4 separate regions of the Sus scrofa genome follow, and regions 1, 2 and 3 are each linked to region 4. The links are chromatin contacts, called in public Hi-C, HiChIP or PLAC-seq and promoter capture Hi-C maps. All regions are on one chromosome and are shown on one strand. The core of a region is the stretch at or near the end of the contact, and the rest is flanking DNA. Distances in the headings are between cores, read along the strand shown.

Region 1 (4,767 bases), core at 187-2,686, 390 kb after region 4:
TCGTCAAGGCCATTGACCTTGAGGTTGCAGATTATCCTCAAGGTCGCCCTGTCCTGGGCAACAGGTTCCCAGTATGGGGAGGGCCCTGCCTAAACTACAGATGTGTCTGACACTGCCCTTCATGTGTCCATTAGCGTGACTGCTTGGAAGAGAGCATGACACCTCCAAAACCAAGGGTAGGCAAAGGCAATTGATCCAAGGGCACTGTGAGACGAACACTTGAACCATCCTGCCAGCCCCATTCATACCACCTGATTCTCTGGCTGTCCTGGGTGGAAAATTGCTGCCAGACGGGACAGGAACATTCACCTGAGGCCAGCTGAGAGACCCCAGGCTGGATCTGAGATGTCACCAGGGTGCCCGTGGGTCTTACCCTCTTTGTAGAATGGCCTTAAAACTGGTTTCCCTGCCTCCTTGAGGTCCCAGAACCCCAGTTCCCCACGATCCATGAGGCCTGTTCCTCTGAGGACAGTCACAGCCTATGCTAAGCCACCGTGGAGGCTGACTGGTAGCTCAGTCAACAAGGGCAAGTGCCCCCTCCACGTTTTTCCGAGTCAGGAAATGACACAGAAAGGCAATGGACGGCCGCAAGAGCTAGAAGGTCCGAGGACCAATTGTAACAAACAGGAAAGGGTCTCTGGGCCATCAGGGAACTAGGGAGCTCTGAAAACAGTCCTCCTGCCTCCCCGTCCCCAGACTCCGGTGGCCACGGCCACAACCAGGTGGAAGCCAAGAAAGGGCTGAGCCAGCAGCCAGCCAGGTGAGGGGCCTCAGCACCCCTGCGAGCAGCCTTGGGGTGGGGTGGGGTAGGGGGTCAGGTCTGGGCAGCCACTGAGAAGTAGAGGGTGTGTGTGCGTACATGTGGTACATATGTGTTAATGTGTGGGTTTGTGGGTGTGTAAATGTGTGCGTGTGAGTAAGCAGTGTGTGGGTGGTTTATGAGTGTGTGACTGTGTCTGTGTTCAGTGTTCTAATGAAATGAGGGGATGCCAAGACCTTTATCCCCCATGATGGTCCCTCTGGTCACGACGATCTCCCTCCAGCACTGGGCAGGTGCCACTGAAAAACCTGGGCCACTCAGGAGGCAGCAGGACAAGGGTATGTTCTGGGGCTGAGGCTGTGGCCACATCAGGGAGTGTGAGCCCTAAGTGACAAGAGTGGCAGAGTCAAGTGTAAAGACGTCTGATTCTTTGGAAGTTTTACAGAGGTGGGAATCCGGCCAGGGTGAAGGAGGACTTCTTGTGTCCTTGCGGCAAGCACATGGAGAGGGCAGGAGGGACAGTCACCATACCCACACCTGACTTTCCCGGGCCCCTCCCCCACCCCTTGCACCCTCTGGCAGCCCAGTCTCCCTGGCAGGTTGGCTCAGAGCAGAGGGCAAAGACCAGTCTCGGCTCCCTTTATAAAATGGGCCTAGGCTGGTCAAGCCTTCAGAGTGCTCTGCATGGCCTGGTCTTAGGTGCTTGGTGCGGTGAGGAGCCCAGTGTGCACTGAGGCAGCCATGGGTCTGCTGACTGGGGATTTACTGGGGATCCTGGCCTTGGCCATGGTCATCTTCCTGCTCCTGGTGGACTTGATGCACCGGCGCTCACGCTGGGCTCCACGCTACCCACCGGGCCCCATGCCACTGCCTGGGCTGGGTAACCTGCTACAAGTGAACTTCCAAGACCCACGTCTCAGCTTTATCCAGGTGAGCAAGGTGATGGTGGGAAGTGGGCAGTGAAGGTCTTAGGGACCCCACACAGCAGCAGACTGTGGTCACTGGACAAAGCCACAGTCTGGCCTAGGAGCTGGGCTGAGAAGAGGAGGCAGATTCGAGAGGCTTCCTGAGGGAGGGTGTTTGTGCAGTTCCTGAGGACAGTTCAGATTTTCCAAGCAAAGTTCAGAGAGGGCAAAGGTGGAGGTGGGGGTTGGGGTGGACATGACTCGGCTACAGGCTGGGAATTCGGTTGGCCAGCACCTAAATGGTGTGAGCCTGAGCCCCTCTGATTACATCAGAGGAGGAAGTGTCTTGAGAAGGGGGATGGGCATCTGGTCATGAGCTCTATTTATTTCTTTATTTTGTTTTTTTGTTTGTTTGTTTTTAGGGCCGCACTTGCAGCATATGGAGGTTCCCAGGCTAGGGGTCGAATCAGAGCTGCAGCTGCTGGCCTACACCACAGCCACAGCAACATAGGATCTGAGCCATGTCTTCAGCCTACACCACAGCTCATGGCAATGCTGGATCTTTAACCCACTGAGCGAGGCTAGGAATCGAACCCGCCACGTCATGGTTACTAGTCAGGTTCGTTTCCACTGTGCCACATCAGGAACTCCATGAGCTCTATTTAAATCAGGAAGTTCAGGCTGAGAGAGGTGCAGTGATCTGGTTCAAATCTTTTGTCACCTTGAGACCCTGGGCCCCGGTGCTCACCTTTATGAACCTTGGTTTCTTCCCCTGTAAAATGGGGTGCTAACTTGGCCTATTGACAATTTTGGTGACCTTTACACAGTCATAGCTGGGTGATTTGAGGCAACTTGAGGTCCTGGACCATAATGTATGTAACTCCCAGGGTCCTAAGGCTGGATGAAGTCCTTGCAGCAGGGGTCCCCCAAGGCTAACGCCGTGAGGCTAGGCCTGCAGCCTGGTGGGGCCTGAACTTGACAAAACGCCTTTGACCTTTGGCCTGCAGCTGCGGCGCCGCTTTGGGGATGTATTCAGCCTGCAGCAGATCTGGAGGCCCGTGGTCGTGCTCAATGGGCTGGCGGCTGTGCGGGAGGCGCTGGTGTCCCACAGCCATGAAACCTCCGACCGCCCACCTGTGTTCATCTTAGAGCACCTGGGTTACGGGCCGCGCTCCGAAGGCAAGCAGAGGAGGGGGTGGACCGCGCCTTGGCGGGACTGGGCCAGCAATGACCCGATACCCGCAGGGCCAGGCGGAGGCAGGGCCGTGGACGTTGGGTGCAAGAAGAGTCAGCGAATTTGAAGGGGCGGCAGGCAGGTGTAGGGAGTCTGTGGCCAAGAGTTGAGCGAGGAAGAATATGTGTGAGGCAGAGGAGGGTGAGGCCTGAGAGAGGGCGGCCCAGGGCCACTGCGGACCGAAGGGAAGGTCAAGTTCCAGAGGAACTAGGAGGATGAAGTCAAAGTGGGCGGAGCCGGGGCGAGCCAGGACCTTTCCAGAACGGTCACGATGAGCAAAGCAAAAAGTGGGGCCAAGACCGGGCCCTAGCCGGGGAGAGTGGGAGGGCAAGGAAGGCGGGCAGAGGAGGACCTGGAAAGGGGTGTCAAAGTGGGCGGGGCTTGGGAGGTGAGGTTAGTGTGGGAGGAGCTGGGGGCGAGACCGACCCCTGAAGGGGCGGGACTGTGTGAGCGGAGCGCGGGGCGGGGCGTGGAGAACCCGCGGGCCCGCGAGAGCAGGTTGCGGGCAGAGGGCGGGGCCAGGGCGCACCCGGGCCACGCCCACGCGCCTGCTCCGCCCCCAGGAGTGATCCTGGCGCGCTACGGGAAAGCGTGGCGCGAGCAGCGGCGCTTCTCGGTGTCCACCTTGCGCAACTTTGGCCTGGGCAAGAAGTCGTTGGAGGAGTGGGTGACCCAAGAGGCCTCGTGCCTTTGTGCCGCCTTCGCCGACCAGGCTGGTGAGTGCTGGGGCCGAGGGACAGGAGACAGGTTTGGAGAAGCTGGGGAAGAGGAGATGAAGGCGACCCCCTGACTTGTACGATCCCCTCTCAGGACGCCCCTTTAGCCCTAACAACCTTCTGAATAAAGCGGTGAGCAACGTGATCGCCTCCCTCACCTTCGCGCGCCGCTTCGAGTACAACGACCCTCGCATGCTCAAGCTTCTGGACCTAGTGTTGGAAGGACTGAAGGAGGAAGTGGGCCTCATGCGCCAGGTGCGGGAAGGGCGGCGTGGAGGAGCCCTTCAGGGCGAGCTCCGTGGCAGCAGCCTCCGCCCTGCAGTGGGCCTCCTGGGAGGAGGCTCCGTCTAGGGGGCCAGAGGGAAAGGCCATTCCAAGAGGGGCAACGGCAAGAGAAAAGGCCTGGAAGCCGGGAATGACAGACAACACGGATGGGAGGGGCGGAGCCAGGGTCAGATGGCTTAGGAGTGGGAGGGCTTCTTCACCGGAAAACGCCAGCTCCCTTGAGATGCAGATTTTAGGTTTATTCTTCTGGGCCCAGGGCCGGGAGAGAGGATGAACTTAGGAACAAGGTCAGTGGTGGGGAAACCCTGGAGAAGGCTAGGACCTGACTGGCAGAAGTGAACACCTGGGCACCAGGAGGTCCCAGGGCCCCATAAGTGTGACCCTCGCAGGTGCTGGAAGCAATGCCGGTTCTCAGGCATATCCCGGGGCTGTGTGCCAAGCTCTTCCCAAGGCAGAAGGCCTTCTTGGTCATGATAGATGAGCTGATCACAGAGCACAAGATGACCCGGGACCTGGCCCAGCCCCCCCGAGACTTGACGGATGCCTTCCTGGACGAAATGAAAGAGGTGAGGAGCCAGGGAACGAACAGAACAAGGATGTGGGTTAAGGGCCCCAGGAGGTGAGCCAGGGCAAGGGTGGCAGGGGGGCGGGCATGTGCCGCCCAGTGATCAAGCACCTGGGCGACAGGAGCAGAGTGGGAGGCCTCCTCCCTCCGACCCTGAGTTCACCTTCCCAGGCCAAGGGGAACCCCGAGAGCAGCTTCAATGATGAGAACCTCCGCCTGGTGGTGGCTGACCTGTTCTCCGCTGGGATGATCACCACCTCGACCACGCTGGCCTGGGCTCTCCTCCTCATGATCCTGCACCC
Region 2 (4,850 bases), core at 2,082-4,581, 420 kb after region 4:
CACTGCCCTAAAACCCCTCTGCGCTCCCCCATTCATCCCTCCCTCTACTCTAGCCCTTGATAACCAATGATCTTTTTATTGTCGCCATAGTTTTGCCTTTTTCCAGAGTATCATGTGGCTAGAATCATACAGTATGTAGTCTTTCAGTTTGGCTTCTTTTGACTTAGTAACGTCCATTAAAGTTTCCTCCATGTCTTTCTGAGGCTCATTTCTTTCTACCACGCAACAATATTCCATTGTCTGAATGTACCACAATTTATTCATTCACCTTCTGAAGGACTTCTGTGTGGCTTCCAAGTTTTGGTGATTATGAATAAAGCTGTTATAATCACTTGTGTGCAGGTTTTTGTGTGGACATAAATTTCAACTCATTTGGATACATCTCAGGAAGAGCTATTGCTGGATTATACGGTAAGAGCATGCTAGTAAGAAACTTCGAAACTTTCTTCCAAACCGGCTGTACCATTTTGATTCTCACCAGCAATGAGAGTTCCTACTGCTCCACATCTTCATCAGCACTTGGTGTTGTCACCTTTGCTTATTTTTAAATGGGGCTGTTTGGGAGTTCTCTTTGTGGCGCAGCAGGTTAATAACCGGACTAGTATCCATGAGGATGCAGGTTCGATCCCTGACCTCACTTGGTGGGTTAAGGATCTGGTGTGGCCACAAGCTGTGACATAGGTTGCAGATGTGGCTCAGGTCTGGCATTGCTGTGGCTCTGGTGTAGGCTGGCAGCTGCAGCTCCAACTTGACCCCTAGCCCAGGACCTAAAAACACACACACACACAAAAGGGGGCTATTTGGTTTTTTATTATTGAGTTGTAAGAGTCTTTTATATCTAGATATAACTCCCTTATGGAATATTCAGTTTGTAATTATTGTCTCCCAGTTCGTGAGTTGTTTTAGAGACACTTATTTTTCCAATGAATAATAATATTAAACACATGAATTTACATCGAGTTCCCTGACGGCCCTGTGGTTATGGATTTGGTGCTGTCACTGCTGTGGCTTGGGTTCAGTCCATGACCCCAGAACTTCCGCATGCTTCAGGCAAAGCCAAACAACAACATTAAATTCATAATGGCAGCTACTCCTAGAGGAGGCAGGAGCATGAACCTGGCTAGAATCACACAGGTAGACATCAGAGGTAGAGCACAGACTCTGAAGCCAGCTATCTGGGTCTCAATCCAATATTGTCATGTAACTTAGCTGCTCTACCTCAGTTTTCTCATCTGTAAAGTGGGTATAACAATGCTTATCTCACAGGTGTGTTGTGAGGCCTAAACAAGTTAATGTGCCTGGAGAATGTAAAACAGTGGTTACAAGGAGCATGGGACAATTTATATAAACTTAACTGTACTAAAACTTCCTGAGGCAGCTACTGAAGTTCAAGTTTCCATTATATTATGTTTTGTAACTTACATATACTACATGCTACACGCCTTCTTTTAACCCATAATTGAGTTAAGCATACAAACACATTTAAAAAAATAATACGGAGGAAAACAATCCAATTTTTTTACCCTTTAAAATGGGAAAGACTGGAGAATTCCCATTGTGGCTCATCGGTAACGAACCTGACTAATATCCACGAGGACGAGGGTTTGATCCCTGGCCCCACTCAGTGGTTTAAGGATAGGGCGATGCCGTGAGCTGTGGTTAGGTGGCAGACGTGGCTCAGATCTGGCGTTGCTGTGGCTGTGACTGGACACCTAACCCGAGAATTTCCATATGCTGAGAGTGCAGCCCTAAAAAGTAAGTAAGTAAGTAAATAAATAAATATAAATAAATACAAATAAAATGGGAAAAACTGGAGTTCCTGCTGTGGTGCAATGCGATCGGTGGCGTCTTGGAAGCACTGGGACACAGGTTCCATCCCTAGCCTGGCACAGTGGGTTAAGGATCTGGTGTTGCTGCAGCTGCAGCTCAGGTCACAACTGGAGCTCAGATCTGGCCCCTGGCCCGGGAACTCCATAGGCCATGAGTCTGCTAAAAAAGGAAAGAAAGGAGTTCCCGTCGTGGCTCAGTGGTTAACGAATCCAACTAGGAACCATGAGGTTGTGGGTTCGATCCCTGGCCTTGCTTAGTGGGATAAGGATCTGGCGTTGCGTGAGCTGTGGTGTAGGTCCCAGACGCAGCTCGGATCCAGCGTTGCTGTGGCTCTGGCGTAGGCCGGCGTCTACAGCTCCGATTCGACCCCTAGCCTGGGAACCTCCATATGCCGTGGGAGCAGCCCTAGAAAAGGCAAAAAGACATTAAAAATGGGGGGGGGGAGAGACTGGGCTAGATGCAGGTCCATCCCCCATGCTGGCTGGGGTCCCAGTTGAGCCCTGACCCCAACTCCTTCCCAACACTTACAAGGTGTCTGTCCAGCTGCACTTTCAGAAAAGACCCATGGACTCCAGGCAAGTGTTAAGGCAGGGGCGCAGTCGGAGATGGCCAGTGACCGAGACGTCTGGCACCACCTCAGTTTCTCACCTGAAGATGGGAGGCCAGCAGACCCTCCCTGATCTGGGAGGCTGACAAAGACCAAGCAGAACACCTGTGCACGGCCTGACAGGCTGTCAGCTGTTACTTTTCCCTTTACCCTTCCAGGTTCCCCTTGATGTTCAGAGGTAACCTCAGGAGAAGAATGCCAGGCAAAAGGGCTATCCCCAGTGGACGACCTAAGGTTCGGTCCAGCTCCAAAATTCTGGGCTATTTGTCACAGAGATGCAGAGTTTGGGATGAAAACGTCCCCGTCTAAATGCGGCTGATGATACGACCTACCTCCTGGGCGTGGAGAAGCGCTGAGAACCTAAAGGGCCAGGAGAGCGCTTTCACCTCTACCTCTACACCACGCTTCGAGAGAGCAGGTGTACAGGAAATTTTTTTTTTTTTTCCAGAAAAGCCGCAGAGCTGCTGGGCCAACGCCACGGCAGAACAGAAGCTATTATCCGCCTCAGCGGCCCCTGGGGCCGACGGCCGGAGCCCGGGGAGCTGATAGACGAAGCTCCACAACCCGCCCAGCACGAGCGCTCGGCCTGACTCTTGACAGCAGCGAGACACCAGCTCGCGGCCCAAAGATCAGCCTGGGCCCGAGCGCCCCCCGGCGGCACAACAGGGCGACGGCTAGGACCCCCAATGGCCGATAGCGCGATTCCGCAGGTGAGCATGCGCCTGCCGGTCTCCAACCAAGAGAGCAAGGCTTCTCAGCCAATAAGAGAGCCCCACAGCCATTCTCCCGCCCACCAGCGAAGATTGTGGGCGGGGATACAGGTTTTAGCCAATGAGAAAAAAAAAGGCGTCCCCAGGCCGCCCTGAAGAGTAGAAAAGGGGGTGGTGTTGAGCTGTGGTTTATTTAGCAAGATGGCGGCGAGCGGACTTCCCCGGGCGGCTGCGGCGGCCGGCACCTCGGTGAAGCCCATTTTCAGTCGGGACATGAACGAGGCCAAGCGGAGGGTGCGCGAGCTCTATCGCGCCTGGTATCGGGAGGTGCCGAACACTGGTGAGAGGCAGCGCCGCACGCGGGCACCCGGAGGCAGCCGCCCAAGGTCGCAGCCGCCCCGGCCTCCCGTTTCTGCCGGGCCGGGCGGAGGTGGCCAACTTGGGCAGGGGTGACTCCGAGTGCTTCAGGGCAGCAGGGTCCCACGTGCCTAGTCGTGCTCTGCGTCGGAACCGCGCGTCTAGCGCTCTCGCTCTTTGCCCCCCTGTATTTCTTCCCGAGCCCCTGCGAGGGAGAGCAGCGGCTGTCACTGACATACTCATTTTATAGGTGAGGCAACCGAGGCACCTAGAGGCCAGGCCAGGTCAACCCCCAGGTGAACTCTGGAAAACCTGAATGTATTTACGGACGCCCGTTAGGTTATATAAACCAAAGGGCTGTAGAATTTGAGCCATCGTGGTCTTCCCACATTTCCTACGGAGAAGGGAAGGGACTTTCCCAAGGTCATCCAGTAAGACGTGGTGCCTTTTGCCGTCCCTCCAGGTGAGAGGGCCACCCTCCGCAGTCTCCCAAGTCTTTTTACCTGGCTCTGCAGGCTAGTTTTCCTTAAGAACGCCTTCCCCTGCCCTCTGCTGCCTCAGAACCCCAGGAATCACGTGTCTGAGAACCAGTCTGTCCACCTGCAGGATTAAGGTATAAGCTCCCTGGGTTCAAAGACTGTCTTTTTCGGGGGGCCGGGGGGGCATCCCCCTTAGCGCTGCCCAGTGTAACTAGTGAAGGAAAAGTTGGGGAAAACCTCATCTAAACTGTCAGGGGCAATACACATGTCAGGGACATTTTTGTCCCCGGCTTTCTCACTGGTGGAGGGGGTGTGTTCAGGGGGCTGGGATAGGAGGAGGCCGCCTAGGACAAAGCTATGGAATTTTTCTCTTTAGAGACACGGGTTCTTAACCGGGCAGGGTGGGCACTCAGGGGTCCGTAAACTAACATCGTAAGCACATCTTTGCATCTGTGCCTGTGAACATTTTCCTGAGGAGAAGATGCATGCACCCAGTGAGCTGGTGTGTGGTTTAGGACATCACGTGGAACGGGAGTGGGTGGACACCAGCTTCCCTAGTAGGCGTGGAGGTGCCTTGTTGTTTCTCCCAAGGTTGGGCAGGTATCTGATGTGACTATGCGGGAAAGGTAAGCACTGATAGCAGGGGGAGATTCTTCATGCTCCCTTCCTTAAACGAGCAGAATATCGTACATTATAAAACAATAAACAACCTGGATTCTTGGCCCCTGTTTGCCAGGAACCAGTGGTCTGACCTCAGGCAAGTCCCCACAGTGCTCTAGTGCTAGGATTCTCAAATCCAGGATCCATGTTAGTTTGCATGGATTTGTGTGTCTTTGTCCTCTTGTCCCTGTGTTTGCTTTTCCAGAC
Region 3 (4,562 bases), core at 1,590-4,089, 410 kb before region 4:
CATCCCAGAAGCCTGCAGGGCCCAGGGCTCCCCTCCTTCCTCTCTGTACGCAGCTCATCCTGGGCCTTTATCTCCTTCAAGCCACCACCGTGGTTCCAGGGACTTGATTTCAGGCTCTTTTCTTTTTTTCTTTTTTTTTTTTTTTCCTTTTTAAAAGACTCAGAGCTAATCCTCTTCATAAAAATCTCTGTTAACCGTTTTCACTATGAACGTAGCCAGTGTGACAGACGACACGCCTGCAAGGACCTCCATCCTGGCGGTCTCGGATGGGGGGGCAGGGGGTGACAAAGGGCAATTGGCTTTCTGGAGAATGATGATTTTGAAGCCCTAGCGCTTGCTCAGGCACTGCTTGCACAATCATAAGCCAAGTATAAGAAAATAGAAATGAGAGTCAGAAACGAAAGAATGGAAAGTCCAAAAAGTGGGCTTTTCCCCCCCATCAGTCCCGCCCCTCCCCAGACTGAGCCAGTCACTGTTAACAGTTTCTGGCAGATTCAGCCGGATACCATTCCGTCACAGCCAGACACAAATGTGGACACACACACACACGCACACACACACACACACACGCACCCCAGACAGAGAAAGTGGGCCCCGGGCACTGCGGAGGACGCAGTGCTTTGGAGTCAGACCACAGCGTTTGAACCCCAGCTGCCCTGCTCTGTGACCCAGGGGGGCAGTTTCCCTTTCCTTTCTTCTCAGCTTCTTTCCCGACGAGTGGGCAAGGGCTACTGCTTCTGGGAGCGACATTGCTGCCCAGTGCGGGGGTGGAAGGTGGAGGGGGTGGAGTCCCCACTCTGCCCCGCAGACTCCCGGGCTCTTGGCCCACATTCTGGCCGCTGAGCCTTTTGGCCGTGGGCCTGCTGTGTGCCGGGCACCCTGGGCGGTGCTCCTTGTACGCCGCCTCCTCTAGCATCCTCTCCCTGCGATGACCCTTTGGGAGCAGCCTCAGTCACACATCCGTAGGGGAGGCTCAAGTCCTGCCCCTCCAGCCGTCCATTCCAGCACACGTAGCTGGTACCAGGTACAGTCATGTGTGGGCAGGCCAGTCCCAACCCAGGCCAGGCCACAGGCATCTGCCCAGCTGACCCTGACACTCAACAGTGTGTTCACAGCAGACAGTTAGGAGACAGAGTAGAGGCTCCCCCAAGAAAGAGACCCAGGCATGGCTTTCTGGACACAAGAGAAGACATTTTTGGGCCTAAGCCATTTTGTAATCAAAGGCTGGCCACACTGCTCACTCTTGAACAGGTCTCAGTAATAACGATTTTTTTTATCACATCTGTATCAGTAATAATGATCTTACGGGAATGAAAGCAAGATTGTTACCAGGCAAAAGAGGCAAACAAGAGCGAAGATCATAAATCAGTTAGGAAGACTCCCAGTTCTGTCTCAATGGCAAAGGTTAGCTTGAAGCACGCACGTGTTTGAGCTGTTTTGCAGAATTTAAACTCCCTGCAGTGCTCAGCCACCAAATCAACTGGAAACTAAGGGACAAGGTTTTTTTTTTTTTTTTTTTTTTTTTTTTTTGTCTTTTTGTCTTTTTGCCTTTTCTAGGGCCGCTCCCACGGCATATGGAGGTTCCCAGGCTAGGGGTCGAATTGGAGCTGGAGCCACCAGCCTATGCCAGAGCCAGAGCAACGCGGGATCCCAGCCGTGTCTGCGACCCACACCACAGTTCACGGCAACGCCGGATCCTTAACCCACTGAGCAAGGGCAGGGACTGAACCCGCAACCTCATGGTTCCTAGTCGGATTCGTTAACCACTGCGCCACGACGGGAACGCCTAAGGGACAAGATGTTGATCTTTGCTGACCCTCCAGTCAACTGAAGCTTGGACTCTGTAGGCCTTTGCCCCAATTCTATGCAGAATTCTCCTCTGCTCAAGCCCCCGTGAAAATACATACGCCAGCCAAACCCCCTCATGAATATGTATGCACTCTTAGCTTAAAATTTCCCAGGTTTTGTTGTCTGGGGAGACACTGCTTTGGGAGAGACTCCCCCGCCCCTTGTTCTCCTTATTTCTTGCAGGTAGCAAATCCTTCCTTTTTTCCTGCACTTTGGCTTGGTTGTGTCTTTAGGCAAAGACACCCAAGGCGAACCCAGTTTTCGGGTAACACCACGACCCCTCCCACCCGTGCTCCCAGTTCCTATGCAGGAGAGGCAGGGGACAGGCAAGTCCCAGGGGCTGCTCCGCCCACACTGGGCTCTGTGCAGGCTGTGATGCGCCTGAGCACTGGACAGGGGTCTGGTGACGCGGTCCTAAGTCTCCGCGGGGCATTAACTCGCTTTGGACAAATAACCTCCCCTATCCGGCCTGGGTTTCCACCTCTAGAAATGGGGTGTCTCAAGTGCATCAAGAGTGGATCAATGTCAGTCTCCCTAGCATTTTGTGATCCTCGGGGTACCCGGTTGAGGTGGCCCGCCCTGGGCCGCTCAGCTACGGAATAAGCGGGAAGGGGGGGGGTCCGGCCCCTCCCGCCGCTCTGTTTCCCGCGCGGGGTGTGGCGGGGCGGGGTTCCCCAAGTTTCCCCCTTCCGCGCCCCCAATCCCGCTGGAATCCGGCTGCGTAGGAGCAACGACCGCGGAGACCAGGGTTGGGGTCACTTTTTGTCGCCCCCGGGGGCCGACCCGATGGCTCGGTCCCTAGCGCTGCCCCGCGGCCACCCCCTCCATCCCCGCCACCTCCCGCCGCAGTTTCCCTTGGTGCCCCGCGCCGGCGGGCAGGCGCTGTCGGGGGGAGGGGGTCTCTCCCGCGTAGCCCCCTGTCTGCCACGCCCTCGGCGCGGGTCTCCACTCACCAGCGACAAGGACTCGCTCCGGGAAGGGTACTGCGCGGCGGAGGTGGCGGCCGCGGCCCGGGCCCGCCCCGCCCGCGAGGCCCCGCCCAGGACACCCCGCCCAGGACACCCCGCCCTGTCCTCGAGGCCCCGCCCGACCTGGCTGGAAGTTTGGGTGCTCCCAGGCCGGGTCTTCTCCCTCTCAGCATGACCGCCGCGATGGGCAGACCCAGCCAGTGCTGCAGGCAGGTCGCTTCTCTTGAGCCTCATTTTTCCCATCTGTAAAATGGGACCGCAGAGACTGATCTCAGAGAGGGGAATGACGTGGCCTGATGGCAAAGCCCTGAACGTCCTCCGGCACCGCAGCCCTGGCCCCCCACCTCCGGAGAAGCACACTTTGGCTTTACTTGTTGCCCCCGGGCAGGAGGTAGCCCTCCCCTTAGTCCTGGCTTAGCCGCTTTGTGGCCGGCTCTCTGCCCCCATCTCCTCATCTGTAAAGTGGGTGCAACATCGTGGGACTAAGGAGGATACCACAGACGCCTGGCACCCACGGATCCTCGCAGTCCAGAGCTGGCCTCCAGTTTGCCAGGGTCACCTTGATGGGACAGCATGTCCAGCCTTGAGCACCCCACCTCTTCATCTGCACGTGCTTTTTTTTTTTTTTTTTTTTTTTAGGGCCTCACCCATGGCATATGGATTCCCCCAGGCAAGGGGTCAAATTAGAACTACAGCAGCTGGCCTACACCACAGCCACAGCAATGCAGGATCCAAGCTGCCATCTGCAACCTACACCACAGCTCACGGCAACGCCAGATCCTTAACCCACCGAGCAAGGCCAGGGATCAAACCCCGCAACCTCATGCCTAGTCAAATCTGGGAACACCTGCACGTGTTGCTTTATTACTACAGCCCAGGGCCTGTTGCAGCCCCTGGTTAACGTGGCCAGGCAGGGCCCCCCGCCCCCCACCCCCCATAAGGGAACCACAAGTGCCCAAACTGGTTTCTGGGGGGCCAAGGGGAACTGTGCGTGCTTCTCCTAGGCCATGGTCTGACTGTCCTAGGCCCTGGCATTTTTGCTTTCATGGGCCTCTTCTGCCTTTGACTGCCTTGGTATAAAGATGAGTGTAATCCAAGACTATCTTTTTCTTCCGACTTTATAAGTGATCGAGGAGTTCCTGTTGTGGCTCAGAGGGTTAAACACTCGACTAGTATCCATGAGGAGGAGGGTTCAGTGGGTTAAGAATCTGGAGTAGGTCACAGATGCGGCTCAGATCTGCTGTGGCTGTGGCTGTGGCGTAGGCTGGCTGCTACAGGTCAGATTCAGCCCCTAGCCTGGGAACTTAAATATGCTGTGAATGCAGCCATTAAAAAAAAAGAAAGAAAGAAAAAAAAGAAATTGAAAGATTATCCAGGTTCCCTCAAAGTATGGTGGCCCCAGGCATTGCAGCTGCTGTTTCTAGTGAAATCGGTCTGGCCACGCCTCCCAGCAAGCTGCCAGCCCTCACCCTCTTCCTGTAAGGAGGTGCCCAGTGGCTTGGCAGAGTGGCAAACTTGCCTGCCCCGGAAGACCCGTGGGGAGAAGGCAGTGTGCCTCCCCTCTCCCCTCCCCCGCTGCAGGAGGGTTCCAGGATCACAGGGGCATCCTGGAGGTGGGGATGTCTGTCCCCAAATACTGGCTGCAGGCCAGCACTGAGGGGAGGGGCTGAGAACAAACTCACTAGGCCCGCAAGCCTTTCACAGATGAGAAGTTACAGTTCAGGGGAGACTTGCCACCCCGGGAGC
Region 4 (4,965 bases), core at 1,477-3,976:
CAGATCCAGCAAGCAGCAAGCCGGCAGCTGCAGCTCCAATTCAATCCCTAGTCAGCGAGCTTTCATATGCTGCAGGTGTGGCCCAAAAAAAGAAAAAACAAAAGAGGGGCAACAGGAGTTCCCGCCGTGGCACAGTGGTTAATGAATCCGACTAGGAACCAGGAGGTTGTGGGGTCGATCCCTGGCCTTGCTCAGTGGGTTAAGGATCTGGCATTGCCGTGAGCTGTGGTGTAGGTCGCAGATGCGGCTCAGATCCCGCGTTGCTGTGGCTCTGGTGTAGGCCAGTGGCTACAGCTCTGATTCGACCCCTAGCCTGGGAACCTCCATATGCCGTGGGAGCTGCCCAAGAAATGGCAAAAAGACAAAAAAAAAAAAAAAAAAAAAAGAGGGGCAACAATAGCATGATAACTTTGGGAGGAAAGCTATTTCCGTTTTGAGTCTACAAGTGGGTATGCTGATGTATACGACAGTGTAAGACAGAAAAATAGATTCCATCCTAACTGTGATTTTGTAGGATTGTTTGTTGGACTAATATTTATAGCCTTAAGCTAAACAGTATTTCTGTTTGTTTATTTACTGCCATTTAGGGGATGAGTCTTTTGAGGAAAAGACCTGCGTGGGAATCTTTCAAGGCTTGTGAGGATGACTCACAGGAGAAAGCCAATTTAGTCAACTCCAAGTTTCACACGGAAAAACAATCTGGCATCGCACATCCACATTCATGAGAGCCATCATCAATGCAGGTGTAACAACACGAAGAGAATCAAAAGTGAAGAGGGAGGAGTTCCCGTCGTGGCTCAGTGGTTAACGAATCCGATTAGGAACCATGAGGTTGCGGGTTCGATCCCTGGCCTCACTCAGTGGGTTAAGGATCCGGCATTGCCGTGAGCTGTGGTGTAGGTCGCAGATGCGGCTCGGATCCCGTGTTGCTGTGGCTGTGGCGTAGGCCAGCGGCTGCAGCTCTGATTAGACCCCTAGCCTGGGAACCTCCATATGCTGCGGGTGCAGCCCCAGAAAAGACCAAAAAAAAAAAAAAGTGAAGAGGGAAAATGCAGAGGTTTGGGGTGATGTGCTGCTCCCCTGGCCTCCGTGGAAGGTGTCTCTGGAAAAGTCACCTGTGCCATGGGTGCCCTAGCAAGCACCCAGCTATTGAAACTTACTGGCTGCATATGCCGCCAAACTTTCCAATTTGATTACTTCCTTTGTCATATTAAAATTGTGATTATTAAAACTGAAATAAGGCCTAACTGATCTGCTGTGACATTGACCCTCCCGTGCTGTGCTAACAGATCCCTCTCCCTCCTTCCCTCCGTGTGCTCTGCCTAGTTTTCCCTTTTAAAACCAGCTGGTCAGGAGTTCCTGCTGTGGCGCCACAGACCGGAGGCATCTCTGCAACACCAGGATGTGGGTTGGATCCCTAGCGCAGCACAGTGGGTTAAAGGGAAAGGATCTGGCATTGCTGCAGAGCAGCGGGATCTGAGCCCTGGCCCTGGGAACTCCATATGCTGTGGGGCAGCCAAAAAATAAACCCCCAGTTGGTCAGAATTCCCTTGGAGTGCAATGGGTTAAGGATCTGGTGTTGTCACTGCTGTGGTTCAGATCACTTCTGTGGCACGGGTTCAATTCCTGGCCCTGAACTTCCACATGCTAAAAACAAAAACAAAAAACCCCATCTGGTTCCTGCCCCCCCCCAATCCTCCAGGGCTCCTCACACTCCGCCCCCCCATTCCCAGTTCCCTCCACCTGGGTCCCCATACCTTGACCTCACATCACACCACTGTCCCTCCAACTCCCTCTGGCCTTGCTGACCCTGCATCTGTCCACTTCATTCCTACTTCCAGGCTCTGCTCAGTTCGTTGTGCCTGGAAGTCCCAGTTGTTCTCTACCTGGTCAGCAGCACACTGCAGGAACACACTGCCTGCTGCAGGCTGCTGGTCAAAGTACCAGGAGCTCACATTTGGGTCCAAGACCATTCCAGAAAAGCAGAGAGCCCCCTGGGGCCAGCATGGACCTACCCAGAGCAGGTGCTCACTGTGGAATTCACTCATTCAACAAGTATTTATTGAGCACCCACTGTACGCTAGGCTCTAGGCAGGCAGGGGACTTCGACGCAGAGTCCTGCCCTCAGGGAGCCCGCAGTCCACTGGGATGGGCAGACCCTCCCTGAGGAAATAAACAGGATGACCTCAGCTACTGCGAGGTCCTAGGGGCTGCCTGGAGAAGGGGTCAGGCCTTGCTGAGGAGGAATCCTTTGTCCTAAAGCCCCAGCAATAAGCCAGTGCTGAGCCTGAGGCGGCTGGGACAGCGTTCCAGGGGAAAGGCCTGGAGGTGGGACCGAGCTGAGCGCTTTGGGGAACAAGAAGGCCTGTGGGTCTTCTCAACGTGCTCAGAGACCTGAGATCAGAGACCTGAGATCCGAGCGCGACGGAGTTTCCGGATTGTATTTTGGATCCCATCAATGGGGGGGGCGCCATCAATGGGGGGGCGCCATCTATCCCCTTTGGGATGGCAAACGTGGCCCACCCCAGGCCACACTGCGGTCCGGAGCCCCGCCGGGGGCTCCGGGGGCGACTGCAGCGGCCCCTCCTCCACTCAACGCGCGCCCGGGTCCAAATACCGCGGGATTCCCCCACGTCTCTCCACTTTCCCCGCGGACGGAAGCGGGCGGGGCGGGGCCTCGAGCTCGGCCTCCCGCCCCCCGAACCCCGATTGGGCCGCTCTCGGGCCCGCCCCTCCTCCGAGGATGACGCGACCAGGGGGCGGGTCCGGGGCGCGGCAGGCAGGCGGTCTCGGCGGCGGCGGCGGCGGCGGCAGAGCGAGCGCAGAGCGGCACCACCATGGGGGCCCAGCTGAGCACGGTAGGCGGGGAGGAGGCGCCGGCCGTGGCGGGGCGAGGGCCCGGGGCGTCGCTGCGGACCGGCGGGCGCCGAGGCCTCCTCCGCCGGCAGCGCCGACTGCCACCCGGCGCCAGGGGCAGGGGGCGGCTCGGGCGCAGAATCCCACCCCGCCCCAGCCCGCCGCGCCCGGCGGACACCAAGGGGCGGTGACTCACGCCTGGGCCTGTGTCCCCCCAACCCCCGGGCCCGGCCTGCCGGCAGAGGGGCGTCACCCGGAGGCGGGCGGCCGAACATTCGGGGCGCCCCGCCCTCCGTCTCGCCCTCTGCCCGGCCCGGCCCGGCCCGAGCGTTAAGCGGAGGGGTGCGGATGTGCGCGCGCGAGTGGTGAGCTAGAGCCGAATGAACGCGATTGGCGACCCTGCGTGTGAGCTAGTTTGAGTGTGACTGAACACGTGTGAAGTGTGACTGAACTAGTGCGTATGTGTGTGAGAGCGTGTGACCAGGTGTGTGGGTGTGTCGTGTGCGTGTGCAGGAGTGGGTGTGGGGGTGAGAGACTGAGAGTGAACGTGTGTGAGTGAATAAGTGAGCAGGTGTGCAGGAGTGTGAACGTGTGACTCTCTGTGAGTGTGTGCATGTGGAGTGTGTGTGTGTTGTGTGTGTGAGTGTGAGACATTGCCGGCGTGCACAGTTTTGATTGGCATCCACCACCACCGAGCCCTCTTGGTGCGCTGCAGCTAGGCTCTGGCTCTCAACACAGCAAACCTGGGGTCTGTGCTGCTGGCCCAGTTCTACAGATGAAGAAATGCCACTCAGAGGTGGCCACCTGCCCGGCTGGCAGGGCCCGAACTTGCAAGGCTGCAAAGTCCACTGTCATGCTGTCACTTTGGTTTGGCCCAGGGCTACCCATCTCTCCCCCAGGGACACCTCCTTGCAGATGTCTCAGAAGCCACAGTGGTGACCAAGGGCTTGTGTTCCACATTGAGGCTATGGCCAGAGGGCAGCCCAACACCCCACCCCCAACTCTGGTCCCCTGGTGCTGGCTGGGCCCGTGGGGAGGGCTGCCCCTGGGAAGGTTAGGCCCAGAGCCTCTGACCTGGTTGCCTCCTCCGCCTCCACCCAGGGCCCTGGGACTTGGCTGGGGCCTGCTTCCTCCCTCTGACTGTGAGGTCCCCCTCTGGGACTAGACAGAAGGCCTCATGGCCTGGGTGTTTGCTCCTGAGCATGTGGCCCTGCCCAGGCCTCGGGGAGGATGTTTAGACCAAGGAGCGGCCTTGCCCAGGGCATTCCGGCAGACGTCACCCCTGCTCCATATAGCGTCCTGACTGTGTTTCCCAGAGACCGCTTCCCCCTTCACTGCTCGGCCTCCTGACTCCATCCAGACCCCCACCCCTGCTGTTTTCCCACACTGCTTCTCACCTTCCAGTTGGGTTGGTTGGATTTGTCTCTGCGTCCTCGGGATGTGGCTGCTTGATGTTTTTGCCGAGTAGCCAAGCACTCCTTGCAGCCCCTCTGCAAGGGCAGAGCCCTCCCTGTCTGGGCATCAGAAGACCTTCACCAGCTCCTGAGCCTCTTCTGTCCAAGGGGTGGGTGCAGTCGCCCTTCCTTGGAGGTCCTGCTGGGATCCCTGCTTGGCCCGAAATGCCCACAGCAGACCCCAGCCCTGCCTCCTGGGGTCTGTGGGAGGCCCTGGGCATCTTATCTGAGACATGCAGGCTGTGAAAGAGGCCTCCTCCCACACGCGGAAGGGAGAGTGCTCAGGGGTTGGCCCCTGAGTCTGCCGGCCACCTGAGGGCACGTTGGAGGCTTAACCTGCCTTCCTCCACTCTGGCTCCCCTGTCCCCAGCACAGCCGCGTTCAGTGGACCCTGACTGGCTGCCACCAAGGTAGAGTCCAAGGCTCGCCCACTCCCCCGGCAGCTCTGTGCCTCGTCCATGGCCCCGGGCCCTCAGCCCCTGGGAAGCAAGGCTGTGTCTCCCCTTGGAGGGCGGCTCTGCTGTCCACCTGCCCCTCCTCCTGCGGTCCCTTCCCCCGGCAGTTCTGAGCCAGGAGCCCCTCGCTGCAGAACTTCCTCTGCTCCCTCCCACTTCCTCCTGCTTCCTGAGAAGGGGTCCATGAGACAGGCAGACAC

The links. Promoter capture Hi-C pulls out the DNA fragments that hold promoters and counts their contacts. Hi-C and Micro-C count contacts between places; a contact is called where the count stands out from the background. HiChIP or PLAC-seq counts read pairs in DNA pulled down with a chosen protein or histone mark.
Region 1: an H3K27ac HiChIP or PLAC-seq map of alveolar macrophages shows a contact between it and region 4. The contact joins the promoter of CYP2D25 here to the promoter of LOC100524254 in region 4. A contact is called at or near these places in 2 of 5 promoter capture datasets (fetal skeletal muscle and liver), 2 of 47 Hi-C or Micro-C datasets (embryonic fibroblasts and retroperitoneal adipose tissue) and 1 of 2 datasets of contacts at active chromatin or transcription factors (alveolar macrophages).
Region 2: a contact with region 4 is called in a Hi-C map of embryonic fibroblasts, with 2.5 times the contacts expected there. The contact joins the promoter of NDUFA6 here to the promoter of LOC100524254 in region 4. A contact is called at or near these places in 1 of 5 promoter capture datasets (fetal skeletal muscle), 2 of 47 Hi-C or Micro-C datasets (both in embryonic fibroblasts) and 2 of 2 datasets of contacts at active chromatin or transcription factors (alveolar macrophages and skeletal muscle).
Region 3: a promoter capture Hi-C map of fetal skeletal muscle shows a contact between it and region 4, with 7 times the contacts expected there. The contact joins the promoter of TSPO here to the promoter of LOC100524254 in region 4. A contact is called at or near these places in 2 of 5 promoter capture datasets (fetal liver and fetal skeletal muscle) and 1 of 2 datasets of contacts at active chromatin or transcription factors (alveolar macrophages).

Annotation. Positions count from the first base shown.
Region 1 is chr5:6,537,585-6,542,351 of Sscrofa11.1, forward strand. It overlaps CYP2D25 (vitamin D3 25-Hydroxylase), which reads left to right and starts at 1,437. Exons shown (of 9, transcript NM_214394.1): 1 at 1,437-1,690; 2 at 2,673-2,844; 3 at 3,463-3,615; 4 at 3,710-3,870; 5 at 4,290-4,466; 6 at 4,637-4,767. The coding sequence starts at 1,502.
Region 2 is chr5:6,558,743-6,563,592 of Sscrofa11.1, forward strand. It overlaps NDUFA6 (NADH:ubiquinone oxidoreductase subunit A6), which reads left to right and starts at 3,332. Exons shown (of 3, transcript NM_001185178.1): 1 at 3,332-3,487. The coding sequence starts at 3,349.
Region 3 is chr5:5,732,258-5,736,819 of Sscrofa11.1, forward strand. It overlaps TSPO (translocator protein), which reads right to left and starts at 2,840. Exons shown (of 4, transcript NM_213753.1): 1 at 2,802-2,840.
Region 4 is chr5:6,143,504-6,148,468 of Sscrofa11.1, forward strand. LOC100524254 (NADH-cytochrome b5 reductase 3-like) reads left to right here and starts at 2,727. Exons shown (of 10, transcript XM_003125982.4): 1 at 2,727-2,858. The coding sequence starts at 2,838.